Regions from separate parts of the Sus scrofa genome. Here regions 1 and 3 are each linked to region 2. A link is a contact called in public Hi-C and HiChIP or PLAC-seq data. All regions are on one chromosome and are shown on one strand. The core of a region is the stretch at or near the end of the contact, and the rest is flanking DNA. Distances in the headings are between cores, read along the strand shown. Region 1 holds the start of GTF2H4 (general transcription factor IIH subunit 4). Region 2 holds the start of GPANK1 (G-patch domain and ankyrin repeats 1). Region 3 holds the start of RNF5 (ring finger protein 5).

Evidence for each region. A called contact is a pair of places that touch in the nucleus more often than the background predicts. HiChIP or PLAC-seq counts read pairs in DNA pulled down with a chosen protein or histone mark.
Region 1: an H3K27ac HiChIP or PLAC-seq map of alveolar macrophages shows a contact between it and region 2. The contact joins the promoter of GTF2H4 here to the promoter of GPANK1 in region 2. A contact is called at or near these places in 1 of 47 Hi-C or Micro-C datasets (liver) and 1 of 2 datasets of contacts at active chromatin or transcription factors (alveolar macrophages).
Region 3: a contact with region 2 is called in a Hi-C map of liver, with 4 times the contacts expected there. The contact joins the promoter of RNF5 here to the promoter of GPANK1 in region 2. A contact is called at or near these places in 1 of 5 promoter capture datasets (fetal liver), 2 of 47 Hi-C or Micro-C datasets (liver and skeletal muscle) and 2 of 2 datasets of contacts at active chromatin or transcription factors (alveolar macrophages and skeletal muscle).

The regions. Positions count from the first base shown.
Region 1 is chr7:23,396,058-23,400,865 of Sscrofa11.1, forward strand. It overlaps GTF2H4 (general transcription factor IIH subunit 4), which reads left to right and starts at 3,248. Exons shown (of 13, transcript NM_001123120.1): 1 at 3,248-3,387; 2 at 3,650-3,754; 3 at 4,093-4,224; 4 at 4,500-4,596; 5 at 4,688-4,776. The coding sequence starts at 3,248.
Region 2 is chr7:23,777,419-23,781,947 of Sscrofa11.1, forward strand. GPANK1 (G-patch domain and ankyrin repeats 1) reads right to left here and starts at 2,928. Exons shown (of 3, transcript NM_001145383.1): 1 at 2,403-2,928; 2 at 1,216-1,909; 3 at 1-322. The coding sequence starts at 1,820. CSNK2B (casein kinase 2 beta) reads left to right here and starts at 3,776. Exons shown (of 7, transcript NM_001145377.2): 1 at 3,776-3,784; 2 at 4,386-4,468. The coding sequence starts at 4,397.
Region 3 is chr7:24,212,364-24,216,823 of Sscrofa11.1, forward strand. RNF5 (ring finger protein 5) reads left to right here and starts at 3,130. Exons shown (of 6, transcript NM_001123224.1): 1 at 3,130-3,489; 2 at 4,365-4,383. The coding sequence starts at 3,350.

The sequences.
Region 1 (4,808 bases), core at 1,998-4,497, 380 kb before region 2:
CTCTGACATAAATGACATCAACATCTTCTCAGATCCACCTATCAGAGTATTGACAACAAAAACAAAAATAAACAAATGGGACCTAATCAAACTTCAAAGTTTCTGCACAGCAAAGGAAACCCTAAACAACACAAAAAGACAACCCACAGAATGGGAGAAAATCTTTGCAAGTGAATCCACTGACAAGGGACTAATCTCCAAAATTTATAAACACCTTCTGCAGCTCCATACCAAAAAAACAAACCACCCCATCCAAAAATGGGCAGAAGATCTAAACAGACAGTTCTCCAAAGAAGACATACAGATGGCCAAGAAACACATGAAAAGATGTTCAACATCACTCATTATTAGAGAGATGCAAATCAAAACCACTCTGAGGTACCACCTGACACCAGCCAGAATGGCCATCATCCAAAAGTCTACAAACAATAAGTGCTGGAGAGGGTGTGGAGGAAAAGGAACACTAGTACACTGTTGGTGGGATTGTAAATTGGTGCAACCACTGTGGAAAGCAGTATGGAGATTCCTCAGAAAACTAAACATAGAACTACCATTTGATCCAGCAATCCCACTCCTGGGCATCTATCCAGAGAAAACCACGACTCGCAAAGACACATGTACTCCAGAGTTCATTGCAACACTATTTGCAATAGCCAAGACATGGAAACAACCTAAATGTCCATCGACAGAGGAGGGGATCAAGAAGATGTGGTACATATACACAGTGGAATATTACTCAGCCATTAAAAAGAATGAAATATCAGCATTTTTTGCAACATGAATGGACCTAGAAACTATCATGCTAAGTGAAGTCAGCCATACAATGAGACACCAACATCAAATGCTTTCACTGACATGTGGAATCTGAAAAAAGGACAGACTGAACTTTGAACAGATGCTGACTCACAGACATTGAAAAACTTATGGTCTCTGGAGGAGACAGTTTGGGGGTGGGAAATCAAATTGTTACAATCATTATACAACTACAGATGTGATAAATTCATTTGAGTAATAAAAAAAATAAATATAGGAGTTCCCATCGTGGCGCAGTGGTTAACGAATCCGACTAGGAACCATGAGGTTGTGGGTTCGATCCCTGCCCTTGCTCAGTGGGTTAACGATCCGGCATTGCCGTGAGCTGTGGTGTAGGTCGCAGACGTGGCTCAGATCCTGCGTTGCTGTGGCTCTGGCATAGGCTGGCAGCTATAGCTCTGATTCGACCCCTAGCCTGGGAACCTCCATATGCCGCGAGAGCGTCCCACGAAATAGCAAAAAGACAAAAAAAAATAAAAATAAAAAAATAAAAATAAATAAATAAGATGTGAAAAAAAAACAATGAAGTTGAGAAGTTGAGAGTTTCTTTATTTGGTTACATGGCACTTGTATTTTTTTTGCCTGTTATTAAACTTAATATTTCTATTGTGTTCTTTTTCTTACTGCTTTGTATTTTATCTATTTTACCAAACATTTCTTCCCAGACTGTAATTTGTTCAATCTTACTTAACATTTTGCCATAAAGAAGGTTTGTCAGTTTTGTGCCATTCTTTTGAGGATTTTACGGAACAACAAAACAAGCATGGGTAGGCTACAAAATATAAAGAAATCTTAGTTCTTACCGTTTTCATTCCTGGTAACTTGCAAATGTACCTCAAATCCCAGTTTAGGCAGTTTCTGGCTGTCTGATCATGGACAAATTTCTTAATCTCATTGAGTTTCTGTCCTCTAGTCTGGAAAGTGGGAATAATAAAACTTGTCTTAAAGGAATTTGGGGAAACTTACAGATCTGGCTCTGGCTTAAGACGTTCCCTTCCCTTAACAAGCAGTAGTTTAATATATCAAATCAGACCAAACAATTGTTTGTTTTTTTAAACTGCATTTATTAGGATCTTCTAACAGGGGGCGGGGGGGGGCGGGGAGGTGGATGGAAGCATGGAGGACGTGACAATTAAGATTTACTGAGTATTTACTTGCCAAGGAAGGCACACCGGATGGAGTTAACTCCTAATTCGAGAAAATGCTCTGGAAAGTGCATTATTCCAGTTTTACGAGGAGCAACTGAGCTCAAGGAACCCAGGTTTCTGCATCTCTGAACCTGAGCTCCTCACCACCCAGTGGTTTCCGCACCTCGGATAGGAAGACCTCGGGGAACTTCTATTCTCAGGGTCCCCACATGATCTCGGGTTGGTTAGACTCGCCGTTAGCCGAGTGGGTGGAGAGCGATGCGGAACGAACAGCCAGACCTCCGGAGCCTCCGGCTCTCTTACGTAAAAGCCAGCCTCTCTCCGCTTGGCTCCCCGCAGTGCCTTTTGGGAGTTGTAGTCGGACGCGCTTCAGCTGGCTCCCGGGCTGGGAAGGACAAGACTCCAATTCCCAGCATGCCCTGTGGCGAGCGAGTGCAGCGCCGGTTCTTCTCCTCCCTACCTCTCCACTCCTCTTCTGAATCCTCCACTCTGGACTTGCGTGGGTGAAATCCTTCGTCCCCCTCCCCATATTTTTCGCTCACTTTCCGCCATTCTTTCCCCTATTCCTGAGAGCTAATGCGAGACACTGGCTCCGATTAAGCGACGGCTTAAGACTCGGAGTGCACGAGGAGGGGGTCGACACTGAGTGGTAAGGGGGCTGGGAGAGAAGGGGTGGCGGGAGGTATAAGAAGGAGAGAGTTGATGAGAGACGAGCATTGGGAAGAAAGTAGGGGACGAGTTAGGAGGAGATCATACGGTGTGAGTCAGGGTGAATGGAGTGAAGTAGTCTTAGGGACGGGAAGAGGAAAGAGGTGGAATTAGATTTATGAGACTTGGAGGGGAAAGGTAATTATTGCCGTTCCCAGCACGAGGAGTGGGGTCAAGAAATAGATGGAGAGAATGGGCAGATTGAAGTTTATAGGCTGATCAGACCAGGAGAGGTCGAGGGGAGAGAGAACTGGGCTCAGAAAACTTTCTTTGCCTAGGGTGTAGATAAGTCACTGAAATACAAAATATTTTTGCAAATATGGAACAGCTGACAATTCTTTCACTTAGAAATTGGAGAAGACTTGAGTTGAGATCAGGAGTGCAGTGAGGAGGGAGGAAAGAAGAGGAGGGTGGTCAGGTTTGGGAGAAACAAGAGGAGATGAGTGACGTGAAAAAGGAAACTGTAGAAAAGATGAATTTTTGCAGGGGCCAGTGGATCTGGAATTGGAATGAGAACGGTGAGGGGGTGACACTGGCATGGATTTCGGAGGTCCACTAACACTTGCATCTCTCAGGTGATGGAGAGCACCCCTTCAAGGGGTGGACTGAATCGAGTACACCTACAATGCAGGAATCTGCAGGAATTCTTAGGGGGCCTGAGCCCTGTTGTATTGGACCGATTGTATGGGCACCCTGCCACCTGTTTGGCTGTCTTCAGGTGAGGACCCCGTTCATGGCAGGGACCATAGTAGGGAAATGTAATGAGGCCTGCAGACTGCAATAAGTTATCATGGGTAGAAGCTTAGCTCTGGGGGGCTTGGAGACTAAAATGTGTCAGGCCCAAACAGATGGAGATGTGGGGGCAGGAAGACTGGTAAAAGGGCCAGGGGTGAGATGAGATGTTTGAGAGGCATTTGAGGGCAGGGATGCAGATCTGAGGCAGTTTCTGATATTAACGTTTTCCCTCTGCCCCCTTATAGGGAGCTCCCATCTTTAGCTAAGAACTGGGTGATGCGGATGCTCTTTCTGGAGCAGCCTCTGCCACAAGCTGCCGTAGCCTTGTGGGTGAAGAAGGAATTCAGCAAGTGAGTCTCTGCTGCACTTTCAGCCAGATACAAATTTCTCAACAGCCAGGTTTCCCAAACTGCTGGAGTATATTCAAGGGAACACCACTAAACTTGTAATTAAACAAGTTTGGGAAACTACGCATACTCCATTTTGCCTCTTGGAGAGTTGTGATGTCTATAACAAGGTTCTGGTAGGTGCTGCAGTAAAGAAATTTGCCTTAAGAAGATACCAATTTCACTCTGTGAAACAGTGTTCCAAGGACCACCAGTTCAGAAAAGGCAGAAATGGTGGTCTTTATGGGCTTCCTTCCTTTTGTTCTCTGGACACTCCCCTCACCTCTCCTCTTCTGTTCCAGAGCCCAGGAGGAAAGCACGGGGCTGCTGAGCGGCCTCCGTATCTGGCACACCCAGCTGCTCCCTGGTGGCCTCCAGGGCCTCATCCTCAACCCCATCTTCCGCCAAAACCTCCGCATTGCCCTTCTGGGTGGGTATGTCACTTCCATCTTTTCCTAGGCCAGGCAGGGGAACTAGTGATTAAACTGCTCATTAAACTACTTATTAAGAGGCCCTGGGGGACCTCTCTGGAACCTTGTGGGCTCCACCTTTGGGAGCTCCTTTAGGAATAAGTTGGACCAGACTTTGCTACGTGGTATAGGATATGTCTCCCACTCGTGGCCCCTGGAGATGAGGGTAGAAAGAGGGAAGGGGGGTGGTGGGCAGGGAACACAGGCAGGGTTCCTTACTCTCGGCCGTACTGGCATAGGGGCAAGGCCTGGTCTGATGACACAAGTCAGCTGGGACCAGACAAGCATGCCCGGGATGTGCCCTCGCTTGACAAGTATGCTGAGGAGCGATGGGAGGTAAGGACTTGGGACTCTGTGTGTGTCTGCTTGTGCTCCCATCCCAGGGCCCTTAGAGGCATCTGTCTCTCTGGTCTCTTCTGTTCCTCAGGTGGTCCTGCACTTCATGGTGGGCTCCCCCAGTGCAGCCGTCAGCCAGGACTTGGCTCAGCTCCTCAGCCAGGCTGGGCTCATGAAGAGGTGAGGAAGACAGAGGTACAACAGCTCTGTTT
Region 2 (4,529 bases), core at 1,678-4,177:
CGCCCGTGTATCCCAAGCTGAGAAATGTGTAACTCGGGGTTGGGCTGCTGATCTATAGCCTAATCCTTCCTGGTCCCTTTTGAGGACAGTGGGGATGGGGTTGGCACGGCCTTGACCTTGGGGTCCCAGTCCCTTTCCAGGCTCCCAACCCCCCCTTAGGAGAAGCTTAAAGCCTGGGCTGGAGGTAGGCACCCCAAGGGGCAGGTTGGGGGGCTGGAGATCCCGGGACAGTGAGAGCAGGTGAGCGGTGGATGTACGGTGGTTAGAGTCTTGGAAGTGGGCATCACAGGTCTCACAGTACTGGGGGGAGAGGGATCGGGGCCTGCAAAGAAAAAAGAATGGTTAAGGGCAACACAAGGATTGAGGCCTCAGGAGGGTGGCAGGGTTAGGTCCTTCCTGTATTTCTGCTGAGGAACAAATTGCCTTCCTCCCCACTTCATGATAAGAGACCCAAAAGGGAATAGTTGAGCCAACAGATGTTAAAAAGGCTTCACAAAGTTCTTGGGTGATGAAAAATAACAATAGTGACCATAGCTAGTGTTGGTATAGTGCTTAGTATGGGACAGGTGCTTTTCTAGCACTTTACATATATTAACCTATTTGACCCTAACAACCCTAAGAGAAAGGTGCTTTTATTGCTCCATTTCTTAGATGAGGAAACTGAGGCACATGGGTTAGGTTGCTTGCCCACGTAAGTACAGTCAGGATTTAAACCCAAGGAGCCCATGCAATGTGGGAATATAGCAAATATACGTGAACTATACTTCAATTAAAAAACTTAAAATTTTTTTTGTCTTTTTTAGGGCCACACCTGCGGCATGTGGAAGTCCCCAGACTAGGGGCCAAATCAGAGCTGTAGCTGCTGGCCTATGCTACAACCACAGCCATGTGAGATCCGAGCCTCATGTGAGATCTACACCACACGACAATGCCAAGATCTTAACCCACTGAGGTCAGGGACTGAACCCTCGTCCTCATGGATACTAGTTGGGTTTGTTACCACTGAGCCGCAATGGGAACTACCCCAATTTTTTTTTTAATGAAAAAAATGTTTTATATAAAAAATAATCCAAGGGAGTATCCTGTTCATAATCACACTGCCCGATCAGCCTACATTAGGGAACAGGAAAGTAAACCCTTTGGCTCTATTCTGTGGCCTCCTGTGTGAAGTGTGAGGAAGGGCAGAACACAATGAAAGATAAGGCTTCCCCTTACCGGTTCTCTGGACTCCTTGTCTCTCCGGGGCTCTCTCTGACCATGCGGGCCACTTCAGGGAAGCCTGCTTCTTCCGCCAGCTGAGCAGCATCCCTGCCACCCAGCTCGCAGACCCCCACCCAGGCCGCCCCACGGCCCAGGAGATAGCGCACAGCTGCCCCCTGGCCTGCTCGGGCAGCACACATCAGTGGGGTCCACCAGAAAGCATCTCGAGCGTTGATATTCCCTCCAGCTCCCCCTGCCTCATGGGGATCCAACAGCTTTTTCAGTTTTGCCAGGTCCCCCTCCTGGGCTGCCCTCAGTATCTGCTGGGTCATCTTGTCCTCTGCCTCAAGGGATCTCCTTTGTCCATCTTCTCCTGATGCTCCTGCTGTAGTCTCCCTCATCGTTCGTCTTTTCTTCCTCTTTCTAGCAGGCTCAGGCTGAGATCTCTGGGGCTCAGGGGTGCTGTCCTCGTCCCCAATCAAAGCTTCATAGAAAGCCCGGGCTGCAGCCCCATCCAGGGTGGGCTCCAGCTCTTCAGGGTGTGACTGCAGTTGCCCATCTTTCCAGAGATCACTGGGGTCAGTGGCTGGGGTAAAGTTAATGAGGGAGGACCCGGACATGGCTTTGGGGAGAGTTGGGAAAATGAGATTAGGCAGGGGGAAGCCAAGTCCCAGATGGTCCTGCAATGACCAGAATCACCTACAGACACCTGCTGGGATAAAAACAAGTATCCTTAGAATCAAAAATCCCCTCCCGGGAGTTCCCTTCGTGGCTCAGTGGTTAACAAACCTGATTAGATTCGATCCCTGGCCTCAGATCAGTGGGTTAAGGATCCGGCGTTGCTGTGAGCTGTGGTGTAGGTTGCAGACACGGCTGGATCCTGCGTTGCTGTGGCTGTGGTGTAGGCCAGCAGCTGTAGCTCCAATTCCATTTCTAGCCTGGGAGCCTCCATATGCCACCGGTGCAGCCCTAAAGACAAAAACAAACAAAAACCCTCCTACGCGGAAAGTGAACCCCGAGGACCACGGATTGTGTAAAAATAGGAAACCCTATGGTAACAGACCATGCCCCTTAGTAAAGGTTAACAAAGTAGACTCTGTAAGACAGTTGCCCAGAAGTCCTGTGCTCTGCCCCCACTCCATCCTCACCATCAATAATAACAGCCTTTCTCTGAAACTACTTTACAACTGCGCGGGACATACCATTAAGGAAAACAATCAGCCTGGCTCTTTAAATCTTCCTGGATCCTATTTCGGGGTATTCTTAAACAAAAACAGACTTGACATTTGTCCGGAAGCAGGAAGCCGATTCGCGGGGAGGTTCCACTCGTTGCTTTGCAGCTTCCGTACTGCAAAATGGCGCTACTCTAAGCAAAGGCGTCCACAGTCAAAGCCGCATGCGCAGCTGAATGGGGAGCGGGCGGGGGACAAACAAAAACAATACTGGAGCACGCAGGCGCGCTGCTCCGGGCTATTTCCCGCCCTGGAATCTTTCCAATAACACAAGCGCAAAACGCCACGTGCCCTGGTAGCGCGAGGATCGAGAAATATCTGTCGGTTGGGGTCCTGCTTTTACCTAACGCCCCCACAATGCTCTTCGCCTCCCTCAACGTGGCCCCCGCTCCAAGCTCATTTTCTGGACCTGGGAAACCACCCTCTGGGTTAAGAAAGGCCCTGAGGCGGAGAATGCCCAGAAGCCGTGAAATGAAATAGTCACGCAGCCCCTCACCATTAATCTGACCAGGGTTGGAAGGTCGCACTTAGCACCCGCAGCAGAAGGCCCTGTTCAAGCCTTAAAAGGAAATGGAGAAGTGCAAGGGGACGAGCAACAGAATGGCTGGCGCCACCTCAGGTTAGCGCACGGGACCTTCCCGATTCTCACACCTCTCAGCTCAGCCAGCACACCCTACCCAGGTCCCTCAGCGCGGAACCCGGCCTCACCTCCCACCTCAGGAGATCAAACCCTTGAGTGAAATATGGGCCCCGTTGAGGGTCTCCTTGGCAGGCTGACTCGGACAGGGGGGCTCCACAAGCGATAAGGGCCAGGCAGCTGGTCGGTGATGAGGTCAATGGTCTGGGTAGCAGGGCCGCACGCCTGAGGCTCGTTGTGTGAGAGGGAGCGGCAGTAAATGATCCAGCCTGTCTTGTTCCTTTCCCCGCCCCCTCTCAGCCCCACGGTGATAAGATCACTCGACTATATTTCCCAGGCTCCCTGGCCCAGAACACGGTACTGCGTTTCCGCTTCCGGTGGCGGCTCCCTACGCCCCGCCCCGGAGCGTTTCCCTCAGGGGCCTCGCGACACCAGGGTCGTGGGCGGGTCGTCCTGGGATTCGTAGTTCGCCCTTTCTCAGTTGCGCCAGTTTCTAGCTTCCGAGGACTCCATCTCCCGGCGTTCACCGCGGCGCACGATTTTAAGCGCTTGCGCGTTGCCCTCTTCCCCACCCTCCCCAGTTTCCACTCCCCCCGCCCCACTTCGCCTGCCGCGGTTGGATCCGCGGCCTGCGTTGTAGCCGTCGCCGCGGTTCCTTGGAAGCAGAAACTCCCCTCCCCTCCCCGCCCCCCCGGTCCCAGTCCCCGTCCAGCCGGTGAGTCTGAGGTCGTTGCCGCGCCGCGTCCCCTGTTCCTGGGCGCGGCACAAGGGGTCTCCGTGCCTTGATGTGGGGGTGGGGAAGGAAGTGACCAGGTCCGGGACCGAAGGAAGGAGGGGGTGGTCTGAAGGATGGAGGCGGGATAAGGAGACTCCCGTGAAAGGGACCTAACTGCCATCCCCAGACTTTGAGAAAAAGAGGAGCTTAGCTCTTGCCTGGAAAGAAACTTCGGAAACCTTGGGAATGGGGCCGGGGACAAACGGAGACTTGCGGGGGTAGGGAATCTGAGCCGCAGGCCCTGCTGGAGTTGACATAGAGGAGAGAGGGGCCTGGCCTTGGGGAGCGTTAGGGATGTGGATAGGACTAATGGGTCAAGACCTGCCGGTTACACACAAGTGTTGGGACCCCAGAGAATTTCCTGTCTCTGAAAAAAGGGGTTGAGGTGTGAATAGGAGGAGCTGGAGAGAACTGCTCCAGTCTAGGATCCTTTAAGAAAGGGTGGCCCTAAATTCTTCTGTGGTTGGAGGGCAAAGTGTGGGAAGAGGGAGGATATCAGAGGCAGGGAGGAGAGCTTAGGCTGACACTCTTCTTTTTCTAGCTGAAGTGAAGATGAGCAGCTCAGAGGAGGTGTCCTGGATTTCCTGGTTCTGTGGGCTCCGTGGCAATGAATTCTTCTGTGAAGTGAGTTCTTAACCTCCTTGTCCCTTTCCACATATAATCTGGCCAGGCATTCTCTCGCATA
Region 3 (4,460 bases), core at 1,880-4,379, 440 kb after region 2:
AGCCATTAAACATGTCAAAGGCACACCCACTCAGTGTGGAAAACATGGCCCCCACAAGGCATCTGTGTGTCAGTAAGGGTCGGGCACAGCACGGAGGCCACTGAGAAACAAGAGGTTCTGTGCCTAGACAGAAACAGAGGTGTCTGAGGGCATTCCTAGGAAGCAAATTCTGCGGGGGGGGGGGGGGGGGGGAAGAAGGGCAATAAACTGCCTTCTGCCTGCCCCAAGCCCCCAAGAGTCAGGTGGGGCCAAAGGGCAAGAAAAGGAATTGGGGAAGGTGTTGGGCACTCCCTCTGCAAGATTCCCTGTCCACACCCCATCCCAAATGCACAGGGTCTCCGCCTCTCCTCCTTCTCAGGCCTCCTCTCCTTTCCCCAGCAACCCTCTCCCCAGTCGGCCCTTCTTTTCCCACCAGCCGTCTCCTCGGCCCGCCCTCCCAGACCCAATCTTTCCCCCATCCCCTCCTCCACGTCCCTTTCAGCACCCTCCTCCCTCCTCCTCCCATCCCTTTCCTGCCCCCACCTCAGTGGGGTGGGGGGCCTGGGGGGCTGGCCCCCTCCCCAGCCAGGCTGCGGCAGCGGTGGTGGCGGGTGGCTGTGTCTCTGCCTCAGTCGGGGTGTCGGTGCCAAGGGGGGCGACAGGATTTGGGGGTGTCCTAGCCCCGGCCGATGGAGGGGAGGTGAGAGTGGGAGGCTGGGCCCATAGCGGTAGGAATGGTGGGGGTTGTCCCCCCAGCTCCCTCCCTCCCTCCCTTCCTGCCGTCTCGGAGGGCTGGGGCTGCTGCTGCCGCTATCCCCCGCCACCCCTCCCCACGCCCGCTCGTTTCCGGGGCTGGCCAGGAAGTAGGGGGCGGTGATGGGCGCCCTGTTTTGCCAATCGCCGCCCGGGGACCTTGGCATCTCTTCCCCACATCTTTCTGTCTCCTCCGGCTAGCTCCACCCCACGAGAGCTCTGCTGGGCTCTGCCTCCGTGTCTCTGGCCTTCTGTGGCTTCAGCGGCACCTTTTTGTCTCCAGTTTCCTTTCAGCACACATGGCTTGGGTCCCTTGGTGCTGTATTCCTTCCTTGGCCAGTTCCTTCCCAGCCTGCAAAAAGCTCTCCTCCTACAGCTGATTGGTTTCTTCCTTTCTCCTGAACTCCCACATCTGCTGCTTATTCCCTCTGACTCCATCCCTTCTCCAACTCTCTTTTCCTGTTCCCTGTTCAAGTCCAAATATTTATCAAGCACTTACTAAACGCCAAGCACTGAGTTCTTCACCTCTCTTGTTCTCTCCAGGGCTCCATCTCACTCCACCTCACCCTGCAGCCCTCTTGTCTGATCTCTTTGCCCTTTGTCCCCACCACCCCCCACCACTATCTCCCAGCAGCCCAGCTCCCTCCACCACCACCTTCCCCCTTCCTGGCCTTTGGAGAGAAGGGATACTCTCAGGCCCTCTCCCTGCCCCTGTTCTTCCGTGTTCTTTAAACCTCAGTACTTTTTCTAGTTCTCTCCTTCCTATCAGTCTCCTTACTCCTCTAAGCTGAAACTACTCCTCCGCAACATAGAAAAGATGTACTCTTTTCTTCCAATGGAAACTGGGCATAGGGTTGCTTTGTGGAAAAGACTTGTGAGGAAGAATGCTGATTCCTTTGGGCCCAGCATGCCTCCTTAATTCTGTAGTCACATACCTAGCTCTCTCTCCTGCCTGTTGCCCTCTTTCCCATATTCCCATCGGCCCCTTATCGGGATCACTCCATCACTCTTCCCTTCTTGGTCTCTGCTTCTCCGCTCATAAACGTTTCCCCTAAACCTCTAAGCGCCTCCTAAACCCTTACCTCCCCTGCCTTAGGCGTCAACTAACATCTCACCTTGCCTCACTTGAGTCACGTGAGGCCTTTTACCGGGATGTTGTTGAGCAGCCCTTAGCCTGTGTCGGGCCTCAACCCTCTCAGACACCTTTGCCCTGCAAGCGTTTTACAAGCCCTGAGGAAGAGGATGTAAAGAATACTGGTGATGGGAAGACTGTTACCTAGTTCTGCTTCTTGGGCCACAGTGAGGACCACTGACTGTAGAAAAGGACCAAACTCGTACGAAAGGCCCAAGCTCTATAGCAGGTTGCCCAAGTCCCTGGGGGTACAGCTCAGAGGAAGACCCCAGGTCAGCTAGGCCAAGTACGTGAAGGAAGGGGCGGGCCTAACCCCATCCCGCCGCGGGTCGCCTAAAAAGGGGCGGGCCTTGCCTCTTCTGCACCCATTCACAAAGCCGAGGAGATTTTTGCTCTTAAGGCTTAAAACGGAGAGGAGGTCAACCCTGTTCTACTCTGTGTCACACTGAAAGGGGGATGGGCCTTCAGTTCTGCTGTGTAAATCACCTAAGGAGGGGCGGGCTGAGTCGTCCAGCCGAGGGAGATGGATTAACACCAGCGCCGCAGATCGATGCTCGCACCATCCAAACGTCGGGCTAATCCCAATTCTGCTCCCTTCTTCACTAAGAGTGAGGGGCGGACCCAAGTTCTGCTCTTTACGTCACCGAAGGAGGCCGGAGCCATTTTGAACCCTGCGACCCCAGTAATGGTCCTCTTTTCCGAGCTCTTCGCTGTCTTTTCCGATCTCGGCCAATCAGGGGCGAAAGGAACAACCCAATCAGCAGAGAGACAGAGAGAGAGAGAGAAAAAAAAAAAAACCACGATCGGAGGACCCGGATGAGGCCGAGCCGAGGCCTTTGAACTCCAAACCTCGCCAATTGTAGAGCAGTCACCATGGCGACAAGAGAGCGAGGTGAAGGGGTGGGATCAGAGAAGGCTCAACCCTCACAGGATTGGCCCTCCCCGCCCCTCCGCCGGCTGCGCACGCGCATTTTGCCTAGCCACCATTTTCCGTCTAGTTCTAGCCAATCAATTGCTTTGGAGCCTTACGCTCCAAAGTCCAATAGGAATCCCGACATTCTGTGAAGAAGGAAGTAAAGGAAAGAAAGGGCCTTCTAGTGGGCGAGGTCTACGTAGTCTGGAGCCAATTGCTTCTGGCCTTTGGTTATGACTGGCAGCTACTCAAACGAATAAAGCCCTCCCTGGCCGGCGACAGGACGTGTGGAGTTAATACCAATCCGGTGGCCGTGCTTACTGTCTGTGACTGTGTCAGCCAATAGACATTGTGCAAGGGCAGCACCGCGCAAACCTCTTTGCTCCCCTGCCCTTTGGACCAATCCTTTCTTTTGACCCTGTGGGATTGACAGGCATTCAGACCTATAGTAATTAGAAAACCCTGAGGCCTGCCCAAAGATCGTGGGCAGGAGGCGGTTTCTCGTTTGTTGGGGCGCTTGTACGTGTGTTTCGGGGGATTAAGGGGTACACGGGGGCGAAGCAGAACCGGCCATGGCAGCAGCGGAGGAGGAGGACGGGGGCCCCGAAGGGCCAAACCGCGAGCGGGGCGGGGCGGGCGCGACCTTCGAATGTAATATATGTCTGGAGACTGCTCGGGAAGCTGTGGTCAGCGTGTGTGGCCACCTGTACTGGTGAGAATCTGGGAAGGGGGCGAAAAAGAGTGGGTCTCACCTCTATAGTATGGAGGCTGGGGGTGAGAGGGGGCATATAGGCTTATAGATGATCAGAGGGCACATTCTCCTAGGTGAGGCCTCAGGAGGGTTCTTAGGTCTTTTTAGGTATGTGTGGGCGAGAGGGTCACATCTGTGCAGAGGAGACCTGTGGAAAGGAGTCATAGAAACTAGGAGCTGGGGCGTACGGTGTGTTAAGAGGAAAGGGGGCACAGGGGGTGGGCGCTGCACAGCGGTGCAGATGAGACCCGAGCCACCTTACCCCAGGGAGGTTGGGAACAGATTAGACTCAAAGGTCAGGGGAGATAGGCATCAGGTGAGTAAAGGGAGATCTGGGGAACGTGGGATCACATTCCGGTGAGATATGGGAAGGGGCAGGATGACAAACCTGGGGACAGGGGTGCTGTAGAGGAGCAGTCCCCAGAGGTTAAGGAATTATGGAAAGAGGGCCCTTTATTGGACATGGGAGAGAAGAAAAGGAGTAGCAAAAGAAGATACTGGTAAAGGGGGTTTGGTTTGGGATTAATGGGGGCATAGATGGGGCTGGGGCTGAAAGGAGATCTGGAAAAGGATGGTCAAGAGAACTGGAAATTAAGTTGAAAGGTTGAGAAGAGAGGGGGAGAGGAGCGGGTTGAGCATGTTGAGGGTGGACGTAGCTCTAGGTATTGGAAAGTCAGAGAAGCAGGGAGGCCAGTTTGGCTGGCATAGTAGAGGTTGTGGAAAATATGGCAGGAAACAGCAGGTAACACCTGGGAACGGGTGGCGAGTTAGGACCCTGAGTTTGAGTCTGTGTCTTTTGTGTAGCTGGTCTGACCTTTTTCTTTCCCCCTTTCCAGTTGGCCCTGTCTTCATCAGGTGCGTACTCAGAGGAGATGAAGAGGGAGATGGGGAGGTCTGAGGAGCTGGAAGACGCTTCTGTGTACTGGAAACCA